Linked DNA regions of Mus musculus: region 2 is linked to region 1. Evidence: chromatin contacts called from public HiChIP or PLAC-seq data. All regions are on one chromosome and are shown on one strand. The core of a region is the stretch at or near the end of the contact, and the rest is flanking DNA. Distances in the headings are between cores, read along the strand shown.

What was found. HiChIP or PLAC-seq counts read pairs in DNA pulled down with a chosen protein or histone mark.
Region 2: an H3K4me3 HiChIP or PLAC-seq map of bone marrow-derived macrophages shows a contact between it and region 1, with 2.9 times the contacts expected there. The contact joins two enhancer-like sites. A contact is called at or near these places in 2 of 484 Hi-C or Micro-C datasets (the G1E-ER4 cell line and nephron progenitors), 3 of 115 datasets of contacts at active chromatin or transcription factors (bone marrow-derived macrophages, embryonic stem cells and stem cell-derived neural progenitor cells) and 1 of 9 other capture datasets (embryonic stem cells).

The regions. Positions count from the first base shown.
Region 1 is chr9:64,445,358-64,449,168 of GRCm38.p6, reverse strand. The region is part of intron 1 of Megf11 (multiple EGF-like-domains 11); the gene reads right to left. Among named protein-coding and RNA genes, the nearest start is that of Megf11, 62 kb to the right of the region's middle. Within about 2 kb of position 1,843, at least 40 of the 459 cell types and tissues checked have an H3K27ac peak or open chromatin away from gene starts, as enhancers often do. A contact at or near this core is called in bone marrow-derived macrophages, where this site is marked.
Region 2 is chr9:64,598,760-64,602,570 of GRCm38.p6, reverse strand. All of the region lies in intron 5 of Megf11 (multiple EGF-like-domains 11), which reads right to left. Among named protein-coding and RNA genes, the nearest start is that of Gm36311, 85 kb to the left of the region's middle. Within about 2 kb of position 1,665, at least 3 of the 459 cell types and tissues checked have an H3K27ac peak or open chromatin away from gene starts, as enhancers often do. A contact at or near this core is called in bone marrow-derived macrophages, where this site is marked.

The DNA.
Region 1 (3,811 bases), core at 594-3,093:
CATTAACCTATGCAGTTGATAGAACTCTTTCCTTCTCCAGGTCGGTTGCTACGCCTGGCATGACTAGCACTCTTCCAGAAAAGAAAACTGGAACACAGAAAAGCTGAGAAACCTGCCCAAGGTCACAGAGCTCAGGACTTAAATGGGATACAGCAGCTGCTTTGAAATAAATCCCATGTACTGTGCGTGTGCGTGTGCGTGTGTGTGCGTGTGTGTTATTAGAGTTTGAACCTAAGGCTTCCCACATGCTGGGCATACTACTTAGCAAAACACCAACCCCGCCCTCTTTGCTTGTCAGACAGGGTCTCGTCTAAGTTCTCCAGGCTGGCCTTGAACTAACTCACTCTGTAGCCCACAAAGGTCTTGAACTTGTGATCCTCCTGCCTCAGCCTCTCAAGTGCTAGGATTACAGGCCTTGACCATCACTCCTGGTTTCTGCAGTGCTGCGGATGGAACCCAGCACTTATGTGCATGTTGGGCAAGCACTCTACAGACTGAGCTACATCCCCACCTTCGGTCCATCTACATTTTAATCCCAGCTCTGGCTCCCATTAGCTGTGAACCCTGAGTTGAGTTGCTTAACCTCTCTGAGCCTGTTCCCTTGCCAAGCGGTTGCATTAATTACTAGCTAGTTCACGAGGTGCACGGGAGGACGAGATAAGATGAACTATAATGAAAGCAACAGAACATAGAAAGCAGTTAATAAATGTTTGGTTTTCTTCCCTTCCAATTCCAAATCCTAAAACATATTGCTTTGGGACCATTCCAACACAGAGGTTACAAAGAACTTTGCCGTGGGAAAATATACATTTCTCAAGAGCGATTGGAATCTAGAGACAGGGCTGCCCAAGCCTTTGTCCACAGCAGTCCTGGCTTCCTTTCTACTCTCCTTATCTCCATGACCAGTCAGCCCTCTAGGGCCAGGGTATCCCCTCACATACAGGATACACATAGGCAAGTCCATGCTCTCTCTCTCTCTCTCTCTCTCTCTCACACACACACACACACACACACACACACACACACACACACACACACACACACCATGGTTCAGCATCTGGACCCAGGCAAGATTTCTGGGAGCTCCGCATCTCTTCACCTGGGCTCCACATCCACAAAGTGAAGATCCCAGAGGCACCCTCATTGGCGCCTCCCTCACACCTGTGCTGAAAGAGCCAAGGGGCCTGAAGAAAAATGGATGCTCCCAGGTCCTTCCCTGGGAGCAGAGCTGGCCTGTCAGACACAGTTGCAGGCTCTACTCTTCCTTCCACCCCACAGCCCCGCAGGTCTTCGTGCACCCAGAGAGCAGGCATCCACCTCAGGCTTCTCCCAGCTCCAACAAGCCGCCGGTGGACACCCTTATGGGCAATCAGACAGGACTCACACATTTCCTTTAACTTCCTTCTGCAAGGAGGCTGCCTTTCACTTGTCTCCAGTCAGCAGATTTGCCCTACAGTCTGTGGCTATTGTGGGTGGAGCTGGCCCACAGCCATTCCGAGCAAATGGGTTATCCAGCAGGGGAAGGAAAACAGGAGCTTTAACTAAATAAGCAAAGGACCCGGGGAAGCCAGAGGGGGGGGAGGGGAGAGGGTGAATTGCACAAATGCAAATTAGAATTATTTAAAAATTAAAAGTTATTTTAATTATTTAACCTAATTGCTGCCCTGTTCTCCCAGGGAGAGCCCCACTTGCCTTCCGTGGGGTGCAGAGCATTAAACTGAGTCCTGGAGCAGTGCAGGCAAGAAACAAGAGCACCCGTGTTTCAAAATCCCTCTGTGTGCTGGGATGGGGAGGTGGCTGAGGGCAGAAGGATGGCCGATGTGGGTGGGGACTGGAGGCTGAGGGCAGGCACAATATGAACAGGGAGGTGCCCAGCAGCTATCCCCTAACATGAACAGCGCCCTGTGTGGTTGACAGCATCGGGACCCAGGTCCTACTGTGCAGAGCTGAAGCCCAGGAAGGCTGGGGCTGAAGCTGACAGAGTAAGCAGTAGCCCCATACCCAAAGCCCTTCCCCCTCCCCGCTCTACTGCACCAGTCTAAGGAAGAGGGGAGGGGTAGCAGGAACTGAGGCCTCCTATGCCAGGCGAACAGTGATTCCAATCCAGCTGCAGTTGCGGAGTGATCTTAGACAAAAGCCTCAAGTCTCTGAGCCCTGGTGTCCATGTGGAAAGGCGGGAACTGGCTCCTCCTCACAGGGCTGTCGAGAGGGTCAAAGGGCACATACATGGATAGCACCACCACTTAGTAGGTGCTTAACAGGGCTTTATCACTCCAAGGAGTCTGGAAGAAGGAGACGTCCCATGACTTGCCAGGCTAAGTAGTTTTTCACTTAGCTGCTCTCAAAGTCGCTGAAGCCCCACAGGTTCCTAGAAACATGAGTCTCCAGGGGTCTTAAGCTCTCTGGGAGACACTAGCCTATAGTCACAGGCCTCTGTCACATGTGTCGACTGAGGGTGTAACACAGTGATATGGACTCTAGCAGCAAGAAAGATTTAGGGTAGACGCTAAGCACAGCTTTTGTAAAGGGCTCTAAAAGACAAAGATGGTCTATAGGGACAGGAGAGAGCAAAACTGAGCCCTCTGTGACCCAGGAAGAGAATATAAGGGTCAGGGGATCCCAAGACCCTTGTCCAGCATGTTGGTAACCAGACGGACAGAAGTCTCTAGAAGGAAGTAAAGATCACAGTAGGGAGGAAGTGTTCTGAGTAACTCTGAGTTCGCTCCTTTCAGAATGTCTGACTGTCACTGATTCTGACCACCAAGTCCCCCAGGGGGGCATCCAGATGACCCCACAACTGAGCCCACTCTGAAGCCTAGGGCACCATTCTGGTGATCCTGTTCACCTACTCACCATTCACAGCACACCCGATAGATACCAGCACCATGCCAGGCCCTGGGCACTACCTACAGCTTTGGTCTCCTTTCTATTCATCCAGGGAAGAGTCTGATTTTCATGTGATTTGCATAAATTTGCATTTTCAATTGGGGAAAATAAAAAGACCTTCAACTCCAAGTAGCTGAGATAAAATAAATTGGCATTTTTTTTATTGTCCCTGCTGCAGCAATTGGATTCTACCCTAACACCAGGCTTTAGCTGTAGCCTCAGAGGGCCTGTCAGAGATGAGGCTGGGTTTCATAGACAAGGAACAACAGGTTCCTCCCCAAAGCCCAGGCCAGGAAAGATAGAGGGTGCCCAGAACAGGACTCAGAGTGGGCTCATTTTGTTGACTGCTCCCCCAGAAGCCAAGGAGCAAGCTGTCTGCTGAAGGTGGCCCACTGCTCAGAATGGGCTTATCCTTGATCCTAGACACTCTCAAGGCTACACCTCCAGGGCAGGCTCCCTGACCCTGAAGGTCACCACCACTCTTTGCTCTCATCTGGAATCTTCACACATGCTTTGAAGGGTGACAGGTGCCACCAGGGAGAGAACTGTCCTCTGAGAAGAAAAGCCTCTAATGAACCAACCACCTAGGAGGCCTGGCCCCTGAGGGCTGGTGGTGTTTAGAGACAGCAGGCATGGGGCACCATGGGCAAAAGGCCATAGGGAGCAATAATGGAGAGGAGACCTGGGAGTTCGGCGCTATAATGACCAAGAGAGTCCCAAGTGTCAAGATGGCTTTGTCTAAGCCATCTGCCCAATCCAGTTGACCCTGTACTCCCAAGTATAGGACAGCATAGAGGGTGACATATCTAGATAGAAAGATGGAAAGGACCGGGACCCAACTGGGTGGGACCCTACCCTTTTTTCTTCTTTTTTACTATTTATTTTTATTTTTCATGTGTGAGTGTATGTATATCTATGTACCACA
Region 2 (3,811 bases), core at 416-2,915, 150 kb before region 1:
AACACAGTCTTTTGTGGAGCTGGGGAGATGCTCAGTTGATTAAATGCTTGCTACACAAGGCCAAGGACCTGAATTTGGATCCCCAGTACCCTTGTAAAAATCCAGGTATAGAAGTGCATGCCAGTAATCCCAGTGCTAGGTAGAGGATGGTCAAGTTAGGTAGATCTGGGCCGGAGAGATAGCTCAGCAGTTAAGAGCACTGGCTGCTTTTTTAGAGGACCTAGGTTCCTAACACTCCCATGGTAGCTCACAACTGTCTGGAACTCCAGTTCTAGGGAAAATGCTACCCTCATACAGACATGCAGGCAGGCAAATACATCAGTGCACATAAAAATAAACAAATCTTGAAAAAACAAAACAAAACAAAAAAGATGGGCAGATCCCAGGAGTTCACTGGCCAGCCAACCCCGCCCAGCCAGTGATCTGTAGGTTCATTGAGAGATCTTGTCTTGAAATATAATGTTTTTTTTTGTTTTTTTGTTTTTTTTTTTTTTTCGAGACAGGGTTTCTCTATATAGCTCTGGCTGTCCTGGAGCTCACTTTGTAGACCAGGCTGGCCTCGAACTCAGAAATCCGCCTGCCTCTGCCTCCCGAGTGCTGGGATTAAAGGCATGTGCCACCACGCCCGGCTTTTGAAATATAATGTGGAAAGGAACTGAGTAAAATATCTGATATTGCTTCTGAGCTCATGTGTACACACACATGTTCACAGATGCCTACATGCACATGTGAATATATGCTCTCATATACATGAACACATTAGCACACAGAGAGCCTTTTATAACATAAAAAAACATCTGTCCTTGCTAGGAGACCAATAAATGTAAATTAAATCATCATAGTGGTCCCATTTCACACCTCCTAAATTAGCAATTGAGAGGAAAAACAATAAGAGTCACTTTGACAATGGCACACTGGAGCTGGTACACCATTACTGATGGTGGTGAAAATTGGGACAATTGTTTTGGAAAGCAGTATGACCAGGGTTATAAAAACCCTCGTTTACTTTGACCCAGTAATCCCCATCATGACATCCTGTCCAATGGAGCCATTCACAGGAGTAGCCAGCATTCCATATGCACGGTGATGTTTGCTGCAACATTATCTGTAATAGCCCCAAATGGGGAGCAACTGAAATGTTCAACCGTAGGGGAATTGTTTAAGTAAATTATGGTATATGAACTCAACAAACTATTATGCAGCCATTTAAAATATTGATGAAAACAATGTTTCATGGAAAATGCATATGATAAAAATGTGAAATGAAAGACCCAGAATGCAAAATTATGAACACATTATAACAATGGAATGAAAACATAGGCATGCTGACAAGAATCAGAAGGGACTTTGCAAAAAATGAAATTAATTATCTTTCCAGGGTGGTTGAACCCAAGGTGATTTATTTGTATTTTTAAGCCTTTTTCCTGTAATATTGGTGTAATGCCACTCACACAATGCAGGAGTTAAGAAGCCAAATAATAAATGTATGTTAGACAAATACAAGGTGTGGGGGTGGGAAGAAGAGTTTTATCTGGGGAACTTGGATCCGGTCCTGTCTCTATCTAGAAAATCCTGGCAAGATTTCCTGTGGTCAGAGCACACAGTGGGATTGTGGGTAGAGCTGAGCTTTAGAAAAGGGTAGACATGTCAACAGGACTGTCCTGCCTTGGGGGAGGGTTTCTCTTACTTCCTCTGGGTATATTTGCAGGAAGTTATGCTTCTCTGAGTGTCCTAGAAGCTGGGCCAGGCAAGGTTGCAGAGACCATGGTCATAAGGTCAAGGTTTCGTCTGCCAGGCTGAGCCTGGACACAGAAAGGCTGTCACTTCTATCCCTAGCCCTCTGCCCCCCAAGCCTTGGGACATTCTACATGCCCAGACTTGACAGTCCCAGTTTGTACTTGCTGTCCAGGCATAATTATTAATAGTCCCCTTTAGTCTCAGAAGTGTCCTAGTTGGAACACGGTCACTTTATAGGAAAAGCAGACAGGAATGCTGAGTCCGTGGCTGACGAGTTGTCGGGTAGAGGGTGGGGATATCTTTTTCCTGGGGAGTCCAGGCAGAGGTGACAAGAAGTGTTCTTGGTAGGCCCTGAGTCACCTGCATCCCACATCCCAACTCCCACAGGCTGACTGTCCTGAGAGCCCCATGCCTCCCTTTCTGCCCCCTGGTCTGCTTCTTCATTCGGTCTCCACTAACTTCTACTACTTCTGAGGCCCATGTCTCTTCTTTCTGGATCTTTCCAGGGCAAACTGCCCTTTCCCTACACAGGACCTTGGAGGGTCTCTGTTTTAATCAGATACTCTTCAATATCACACCAGCCCAGCTCAGTCTCTGCTGAGCTAGTCAAATTCCTTTTCTCTATTCCCAGGGACATTTTTCACCTGTCCTCCCTGCAACCAATGTTATGGTAAGGCTAAGCGAGGCCATAATTCTCCCCGGTGTCATGGGGATGCCTAGAATCTACTGCTCTGACAGTGACAAAGTCCTTCGGGCTAAGCACACTCACAGACAGATTCCTTCCCATGCATACTTGGTGCCATTTGTGATCCACATACTAGGGACATGCCATAGGAGGGACTGCAGAAGATACTGTAGTCCCATTGACACATGCATGTCACATACAAACATACATACATGCATACACACATATGTATATATGTATATGTATGTATGTATATATACACACATATATGTATATATATATATGTATATGTGTATATATATATATATATATATATATATATATATATATATATATATATAAAACCAAGTAAATATCCCACTTCTAAACTACACAAACATCACACATGACACATACCATAGACCACACCTCCTTTACACGCCCTAGGTAGACATTATAGCCCCATTTTCCTCATCCATGACTGACCCCCTCAGTGCCCCATGCTTCTTGAGGAAAATGTTCAATTCTTAGCACAGAAGCCCCATACACCCCACACTGCTCAAGGACTTCCAGGAGAGATATTCATTACTATTAATGAGCATCACATGCCTGGCTAATTCCAGGGCTGGGCCCAAGGGCCTGACCTAGGCTCTGATTTCTGAAAATCCAATAGAAGGCCAACAGACTCACATGCTGGTTTGTAGGACTGAGATGCTTGTACCAGCAGGCCTGTCTCCAAATCCAAACCAGTGGGATGAGCAGCTGGATGTGGGAACAGCAGACACCTCGTCCTAACGGAGGAAGGCTGGATGCCCTGGCTGACTGCATTCCTGTAGCATCAGGACCAATCTCAAAGTGATGGCAGTTTATAGTGTCTTCATGGATCCCCAGTCTTATTGCAGTGCACCGACCTTTGCTTTCTTCACCTTTATTCTTGGTCCCTTTGAACTAATTTGTGACTCTTGCTAGTTAGTGTCCTTCAATGGGGTGCTCTGCCTGTTTGGGCACAGCTGGGACCTTTCCTGTCCAGTCCAGCTTCCCTCTATGAGATATGGTCTTGAACAAGTATGCCCATGCTTTAGTGGGGCCTGGGTGGAGAGTAACCAGCATCATCTCCTGGTCACCACCCTTATCCCCGCTGAGGCCAAGCTGGGTTCTTCCTTTGCCCAGAACATTCTGCCACATTAGAGGTGAGTGTGGGGGAGGTATCGCCATCCAAAGGAAGTGCTGCCCTTACCCAGGAGCTGACAGGCAGTGAAGTATGGTAAAGAGTCTCCGTAGATGACCTCAAAGCTCAGAGTCAGAGGGCAGCGGTGGAGAAGCTGAGCTGGGCACACAGCTGACCTTGACTCCAACCCATGGTCCGCCATCAATTAGGCGTGTGATCTCAGGCAATTGCTCACCTTCCCC